Regions from separate parts of the Ovis aries genome. Here region 1 is linked to region 2. A link is a contact called in public Hi-C data. All regions are on one chromosome and are shown on one strand. The core of a region is the stretch at or near the end of the contact, and the rest is flanking DNA. Distances in the headings are between cores, read along the strand shown.

Region 1 (3,637 bases), core at 260-2,759, 100 kb after region 2:
TGAGCCACCTGGGAAGCCCTCATTAACCACAGGGAGTTTGTCCAAATGGCAAGGAGGGAGCATATTTTAGTAATGAAAATCACTTGGCCCTTTAAATAAGATATGTTTCATCACCATTCTGGACTCATTAAAACACTTTATTTCAACAAGCTTCACTTTCCTCACTTCAAAGGGGTTGATAACGCCTACCTCACAGGATGACATGAAATAATGCATGTAAAAGAGTTCTACAGAAGGTCTTGGACTTGGTAGATCAGGTAATAATCATTTACAGGGAAAAAAATGTTGAGTCTGCACCTTTTTCATCTAATTTGGTATAAAATGACAAAGAACACAACAGGAAAGGGCAACCCTTCACCTTCCTCTTCCCAGTCCCTGATCTGGCTGCCTCCTATGCTTTCTATATTTAGCAGAGTGACACCCCCTTCCCCCACCCAAAAAAAAAAAAAAAAAACCAGCACGAAACCGTGTTTCCTTCAGGGCTCCTTTCAGAACTCCCGAGTCCTTGCAATACAGATCTTTCATCTCGCCAACTCCGCCTCCCCCCAACACACACAGTCCTCTGCAGCGCCGGGGGCAGAAGAACAAAAATCCAACCGTCACGGTCACGAAAGAGACTGTAAAAATAACGGAGCGGAGTAACTAACTGGCTTTGGAAGGGTCTGTTTGTTTTCAAAAATTAAGAGAAAGTCTACCAGAGACAGCCTCTATCCTGCAGAAAGGGGAAGCAGGAAGATCTAGGCAAATAAGTTCTGTGACTTGTATCCAAATACAGTCCCTACATCTGGATTCAACACAAAGAGAGGCGCACGGAGGCCCCGGGAGCCGCAGGGCTGCTTTTGCAATTGGACAAACCCACCCCTCACACCCTGTGTGAACAGAGGGACCCTCAGGGGCGCACCAGGCGGCGCAGAAGCTCGCTCCACACGCGGGATGCATCCCGCGCCCATCCCCCGGCGTGGCCGCGGCGGGCGCTGTGCCTCACCTGTCTTGAAGACCATCTTGCCATCGTCCTTGGACCCGAAGGTCTTCAGCATGGACACGAAGAGTACCCCGCAGGCGTTCTGGATGCCGAACACCGACCCGTTGCACCACATGGCTGCTAGCATCACCAGCCAACCCCAGCCGCCCTCAGGGGGCTCAAGGGGCTCGGCGCCCACCGACCCACCCAGCTCTACTTCCACCTTCTCGGCCGCCGCCGCCTCCGGGCCGTCTAAGGGTCCCGCGCCGGGCAGCGGAGCGGCCCCCGGAGGCGCGGAGCCGAGCGGCTGCGCCTCGCTTGTCCCCCGCGCGGCGGCGGGCTCCTCCTGGGAGGGCACCATGGCCCGGGGCGGCCCCCTCGGGCGCAGGGGAGCGCGAGGGGTGCGAGTTCCCGGCGGGCTCGCGGAGGAGCCGCCGAGTTGGGCGGGCGGGCTAGCGAGGCCGAGGCGAAAGCGGCGGAGCCCACCGTAGGCGGGCGGCGACCGGCTTACGCGCGAACCTCCGGGTCCACAGCCCAGCACCCGGACTCAGCAGGAGGCCGGGCCGCCAGCTCTTAAAGACGCCCCCCCCGCCACACCCCCTGGGGGCGTGGTCGGCGGCAGGACCTGCCCCGGAATCTCCCGATGATTGGGCTTCGGGAGAACGCGGGGGGGCCCACCCCCTCCCGCGGCGCGCGACCCAGGTGCCTGCGGGTGGTTATATCTGCGCGCGCGCCAGGCGCCGGGCCTCCTCCTCTCCAGCGGGGGTCACAGATGTGTAGGTCACCCCGCCAGAAAGTGTTAACGGAAGGGGCACGTCTTCTCCTAGGTGCAGGCTACATTGGGTCATCGGGACCGCAGAATGGGACCTTCTTTAGTCTCAGTCCGTGACAGCCTGACCAACAAACATTGTCCCTTTGTCTTCTTTTTGTTGTTGTTTTCTGGCGTTCACCTCTAATTACTAATTATAATACATAAGATACGTTATGCCAACTGCTGACTTAAAAAGGGAGTCAGAAAGATCAGAGGCCCTATTTAATTTCTCCTATATTCATATATGATTTCCTATGAATACTTGGCATATTGAACAGGCTCATTTTGGAAGACACAGACTGTTATATCAAAGTCTTCAAGTAACAAACATTTTTTACAGACAGCTAGAAAACATTACTTTTAAACTACAGCACAGTTGTCTGCACTTCAGGCAAAAACTAGCACCTATAATTCAACTTCTCTGTCTCCTTAAAGCATGGAACAACCATGTCTGTAAAAGAAATGAAGATTAACTAGTTGTATAATATTGGGCACAATTCTTAATTCCTCAAATTCTTAACTTCAGTCAAAATATGCTAATTACTTTATGATGGAGTCCATAAATGAGTGTGATTGATCACATTTCTGCCCCTACGGGTTCAAAAACTAGTAGGAAGAAGTCCTGGGATAGAATAGGAGTGTCATATAATAAGTGTTAAAATACATATACAACAAAAAGAAGTGGAATGGAGCCATTAAATTATCTTCAAAACATTAGAGAAAAGCTTCTACAGCAAACAGCCTTTGAGCTGAGCCCTGAATCACACTAGGAGCTTTCCTGGGCAAAGATAGAGGAAGGGTGTTCTAGGTAGAGAAGCTAGCAGAAGCTAAGGGGAAGCAGGGAAACTTGAGGAGCAGGGAAAAAAACCAAGCGTAATATGTCTTAAGGATGGGATTAGAATGGTAAACTAAAGAATAGTCACACAAGCACACAAAAATGAATGTGCAAGGATGTTATTCCAGCACTATTGGAAATAAAAAGTGGAAGCAAAAACATGCATCGGTACTACATAACCACTAAAAGTTTTGAAATTCACCTCTGTTGACTTTGAAAGTTATAACATTTTATTGAGCAAAGAAAGCACATTCACACACACACACAAAGGTATGGGTTATAGCACAAAATATAAAATAAATATCCATGATCTCTATTGATATAAGTAAATGATTAAGTACATAAGTAAAAGGGGGAATAAATACCTCCATGCCTGATTGCCTTTCACCTTTTTGGAATGATGAATTCTCACTCTATCTTCAAGGCATAGCTCTAAAATGAAGTTACCTTTATCAGTTCTTCCTCCAGACTTCCATACTTTATTTAAACAGTTTTTGCAATGAGCTGCAGAGTGGTTTTCAGTCTCCTTAACTAGAGTAAGAATTTTCAGACAGGTCAGATGATGTCCCATGGAGCTTTGAACCATAGCACAATGCACAGTGTAGGGGTACAACAAATAATTGTTGAACCAAATTGAATTGAATTTTTTAAAAAAATTTAGAATCACAAAGCATGCAATTGAGCACACCAACTTGGTGCCATGTTTTCAGGTGGAATATTTTCAATATTTTTAAAATAACATGAATTTGTTTTCCAGTTGTAAAAGTAATACATGCTAGCTTTAGCAGTTACCATAAAAAATAATAGAAATTTTAAAATGTATTATTGCACCACTCAAATAACCTCTTTAACATTTAATAGTTTTTAATTATTTACATGTTTATGGAAGATAGAGCATCCATTTTGTAACTACCATTATCATATTTTCCCCCTATAAAATATGGTATAGCATCATCCAAAAAATTATGAGTCTTTTTACCCTTAATGAAAATTGCTTCATCCAAGATAATGAACAAAACATAAAGAAGCC
Region 2 (3,511 bases), core at 74-2,573:
CAACGCGGCTCCGTTCGTTCTACTTCAAGCAGAAGTGACTTCCAGAAGAAGACGGATCTAAAAGTGCTGCGTTTTTCTAAATTACAAAAAACAATTCTGCATTTCAAAAGTAACTCATGAATATATTCCTGACAAAATTCAAACTGTAGAAAAATGTATACAGTAATAAATGAAAGTCTTCCTTCAACCCCCTCCCACCCTCAACCCACACTCTCCTGGTCAGGAATAACCACTCGATAATTTGATGGTCCTCCCAGACCTCTCCTGTGCGCACTCATCGAGGTTTGTCTGCTTACATACATGGATGTGATGTCCACACTTTGGTATGTGCGTGGCACAGAGCAATCTGACACAATGGGAAAGTGATCTTAACCCAAAGCTTTCGATTCTTTTCATCAGAGTTACAACTTGCACACCTGTGAAACACTCACACTGTTGAAACAGGTACACAGTAAAAATAGAAATCTGCAGTAACGTACTGGTGACTAGAAAGGCCTGTGAAGCTACGAGAGATGGCCGGGAAGATGCCAGGACACAGTCTTCCCTCTCCTAGTGACGTACTCCGGGAACCTCTGCAGAGATTCTCTTCACCCATCATTATTCTATATAACACATTTCGATCACCTCTTCGCTCAGTATTCAGAATTGTTAGGCTGAAAATACTTGGTTACCCAAGACCTTGCTGGAAGTTTAAATTCAGAACTCTTTAGCAAAAGTGTAAGATATATTCCTAAACTCTGTTCCCTATAAGCAAAGATCCCCACATCAGAAAAACCAAGGTCTCCTTTCTTGAGACCTGTTTCAAATCAGGGTCTGCCTCAGTATTCAACAGAATATTAAAATCTCACAAAAGCAAGGATTTACTAGTGATTCCCCCTGGGCAGGCAGTTTACATAAGCTGTCACCATGAATCCTCACACAGCCCTCTGCAGGATCTGGAGACAAGCTGTATCTCACTTTAGAGTCTGTGCTTTTCTGCTCTGCAGCCTCCCCAAACCCAAGATGACTGTGCCCTCAAAGCAGACCACATGGGATGCTGCAAACTGTGTCCCAGGCCAGGAAGCCACTCGGAACTGGTGTCACAGGGACAGGGAGGGAGGAGAACTGCCCCGACAAGGCTGAGCTGTAACAGAAGCAAGAAGCAGGCGTGTCTGAGAAAACCCAGCACCCACGAAAGGAAGGAGAGGAAGGTAAGCTGCGGAAGCATTCCAGCCCTTAACAGCGGGGCCAGAGGGCAAACAGCCAGGCAGGGAGACAGGGAGGGGAGGAGGAATAAGCCGACAGACAGAGCTGGACTTGATCACAGCAGAGAAGAGCCAAGAATCAAAAACCACACAACATTCGGGAGTCAGGGCAGGGGAGAGCGGGGAGGGCTGTTGGCGGCTCCCCGCAGCACAGGACGTAACGGCCAGCCTTGTGCTCCACGGGCCTCTCTGGGCTGCAGCCACCTCGCCTGTGACTCAGCACACACGACCAGGTGTGACACTCGCTGTGCCACACTGGGTGAGAAAAACTAGATGCGGCTTAAAGGCAGCCAGGCTGTGGCCCACCTTTCATCCAAAATGAAGCTACTCATCCTGCACTCACTTCCGTGTAACTAGGCCACACGTGGGCCAAGTCAGTGCAGGCTGTTTCCCTTCCTCAGTCACATGAACTACTAACGTATCTGCCCCCGTTACGTTGTAGATGACCCGACTGTCCACCTCTAGAGGGGAAACCTTTCTAAAGTCAAAGCTGTTTTGGAGTAAAGCGCTGATGCATAAAACACGCCGTGACCTCACCCATCGTGTCACCGCAGTCTGGGCTCCATCCTCTCTAACCTGGACTCTGTATCATCGCCTCCCTGGTCTCCCTCCCTCTTGCACTCCCGCTTCCCTCGCAGTCCTCAATCCTCCACACATGGAGCAACCACCCCGACTTCAAAATGCAAGATCACGTCATCCTCCAGCAAGGCCTACTGTGCTTAAAGTAAAATGTCTCCACTGTGTATTCCAAGGCTCTGTTTAATCTGGCCCCTCTTCTCCCCATGCCCTGCTCTTTCCAACCTCTTCCCAGGCCACTCTCCCTGTCTTCTTGAGTTCCCAATCACCCCCAGCTTTTCCCTGCCTCAGGTCTTGCTCTGGGAACTCAAGGACAATGTCTGTATCATGTTTGTATCACCCACCAGGGTTGGGGCTGGTGCTTGGGGCACAGTTCAGTTCAGTCGCTCAGTCGTGTTCGACTCTTTGCGACCCCATGAATTGCAGCACGCCAGGCCTCCCTGTCCTCTCTTTTAATAAATGAAAGGAAGCCGAAAGGCTGTAAGGCAACAAATGTCCACTAGAGGGCTCCCTTGACACTTGAGAACAAGACTGTTCTGTTAAACGCGACAGAGATACCATCACAGTTAAGGTGTTAATAAAGAGGAATGATCGTAACAGCAATACTTTCAAAGGTAGTACTCTCCCAGCCTTCCAGCTATGTGACCAGACTCCTTACTGCGCTGACCGCCTAGATCTATAGAGATACCCACAGTGAGGCAGCCTCTGTCCCCCGGAGTTCGCATCTGTAAGTGTGGTAGCACGCACCTTGAAGGGCAGGGCAAGGAGGAAAGGCGCACTTGGTTCACTGACCGTCACAAACTACTGTGTAGTTTTAGAATATTTACGTCACCCCAGAAGAAACCCCACAGCCAGCAGCAGTTACTCCCCAGACCCTCCTTCGCTCAGCCACCAGCAACCACTGATCTACACTTTCTGTCCCTGGATCAGCCAATGCTGGACACCAGGTGTACAGGGAACCACACAGTATGTCGCCTTTTGTGGCTGGATGAACCCTGGCCCCGCCTCCTCTGTACTCACCCTTCACAGCTGCTAGGTTAAGCTTTATAAAATACAACTCTTTGTCACGCCTCGTATTAAAAATCCTTAATGGCTCCTGGCAGATTCAGGACCGAGCTCAGCCTCTTCTGTGTTCACAAAGGCCCTTCCCAACCTGACTCCTGCCTATTCGCCAGCCAGCCAACCTACGATTCTCTCTCTAGTCCACTCACACGCTGTCTCCCGGGCACAGCACACAATGCCACCTCTCCATCTCCTCGCCCATGTGGCTTCCTCTGCTTGCAGCTCTCTTCTCCGTTTTCCTTGTCTGTCTAACTGTCACCTCTCAACAGTCCCCCAGCCAGGGGAGCCTGCTCAGACCTCCTCTAGTGATTCAGCTGCTTCGTGCCTGTGTTTCTGTGGCCCGCCTAGCCCCGTTATTCCACTGCGCTGCAACACGGCTTTATCTGTCTCGCCCAGAGACCATTCGTCACAGAGCACACAGATGGTGTTTCATCTGTAGCATTTAGCACAGTACCGGGCGTGGAGGAGTCACTTAAATACTTGTCAAGTGAACAACGGTATGGTCTCGGGACAGCACAGCCCACAACACCCAGAAGGCAATCTGCAGTGAAGAAACTCAAAAGACATGCACATCCCTGAATTTCACAGGGTACTGCAAAAGGCACATGACCATGAGAACCACGTCAAAA

What was found. A called contact is a pair of places that touch in the nucleus more often than the background predicts.
Region 1: a Hi-C map of muscle shows a contact between it and region 2, with 3 times the contacts expected there. The contact joins the promoter of SLC16A10 here to the enhancer-like site in region 2. A contact is called at or near these places in 5 of 16 Hi-C or Micro-C datasets (liver, muscle, skin fibroblasts and 1 more).

What each region holds. Positions count from the first base shown.
Region 1 is chr8:26,597,651-26,601,287 of ARS-UI_Ramb_v3.0, forward strand. SLC16A10 (solute carrier family 16 member 10) reads right to left here and starts at 1,510. Exons shown (of 6, transcript XM_004011485.5): 1 at 986-1,510. The coding sequence starts at 1,322.
Region 2 is chr8:26,495,453-26,498,963 of ARS-UI_Ramb_v3.0, forward strand. All of the region lies in intron 4 of SLC16A10 (solute carrier family 16 member 10), which reads right to left. Among named protein-coding and RNA genes, the nearest start is that of MFSD4B, 29 kb to the left of the region's middle. Within about 2 kb of position 1,324, at least 18 of the 54 cell types and tissues checked have an H3K27ac peak or open chromatin away from gene starts, as enhancers often do. A contact at or near this core is called in liver and muscle, where this site is marked.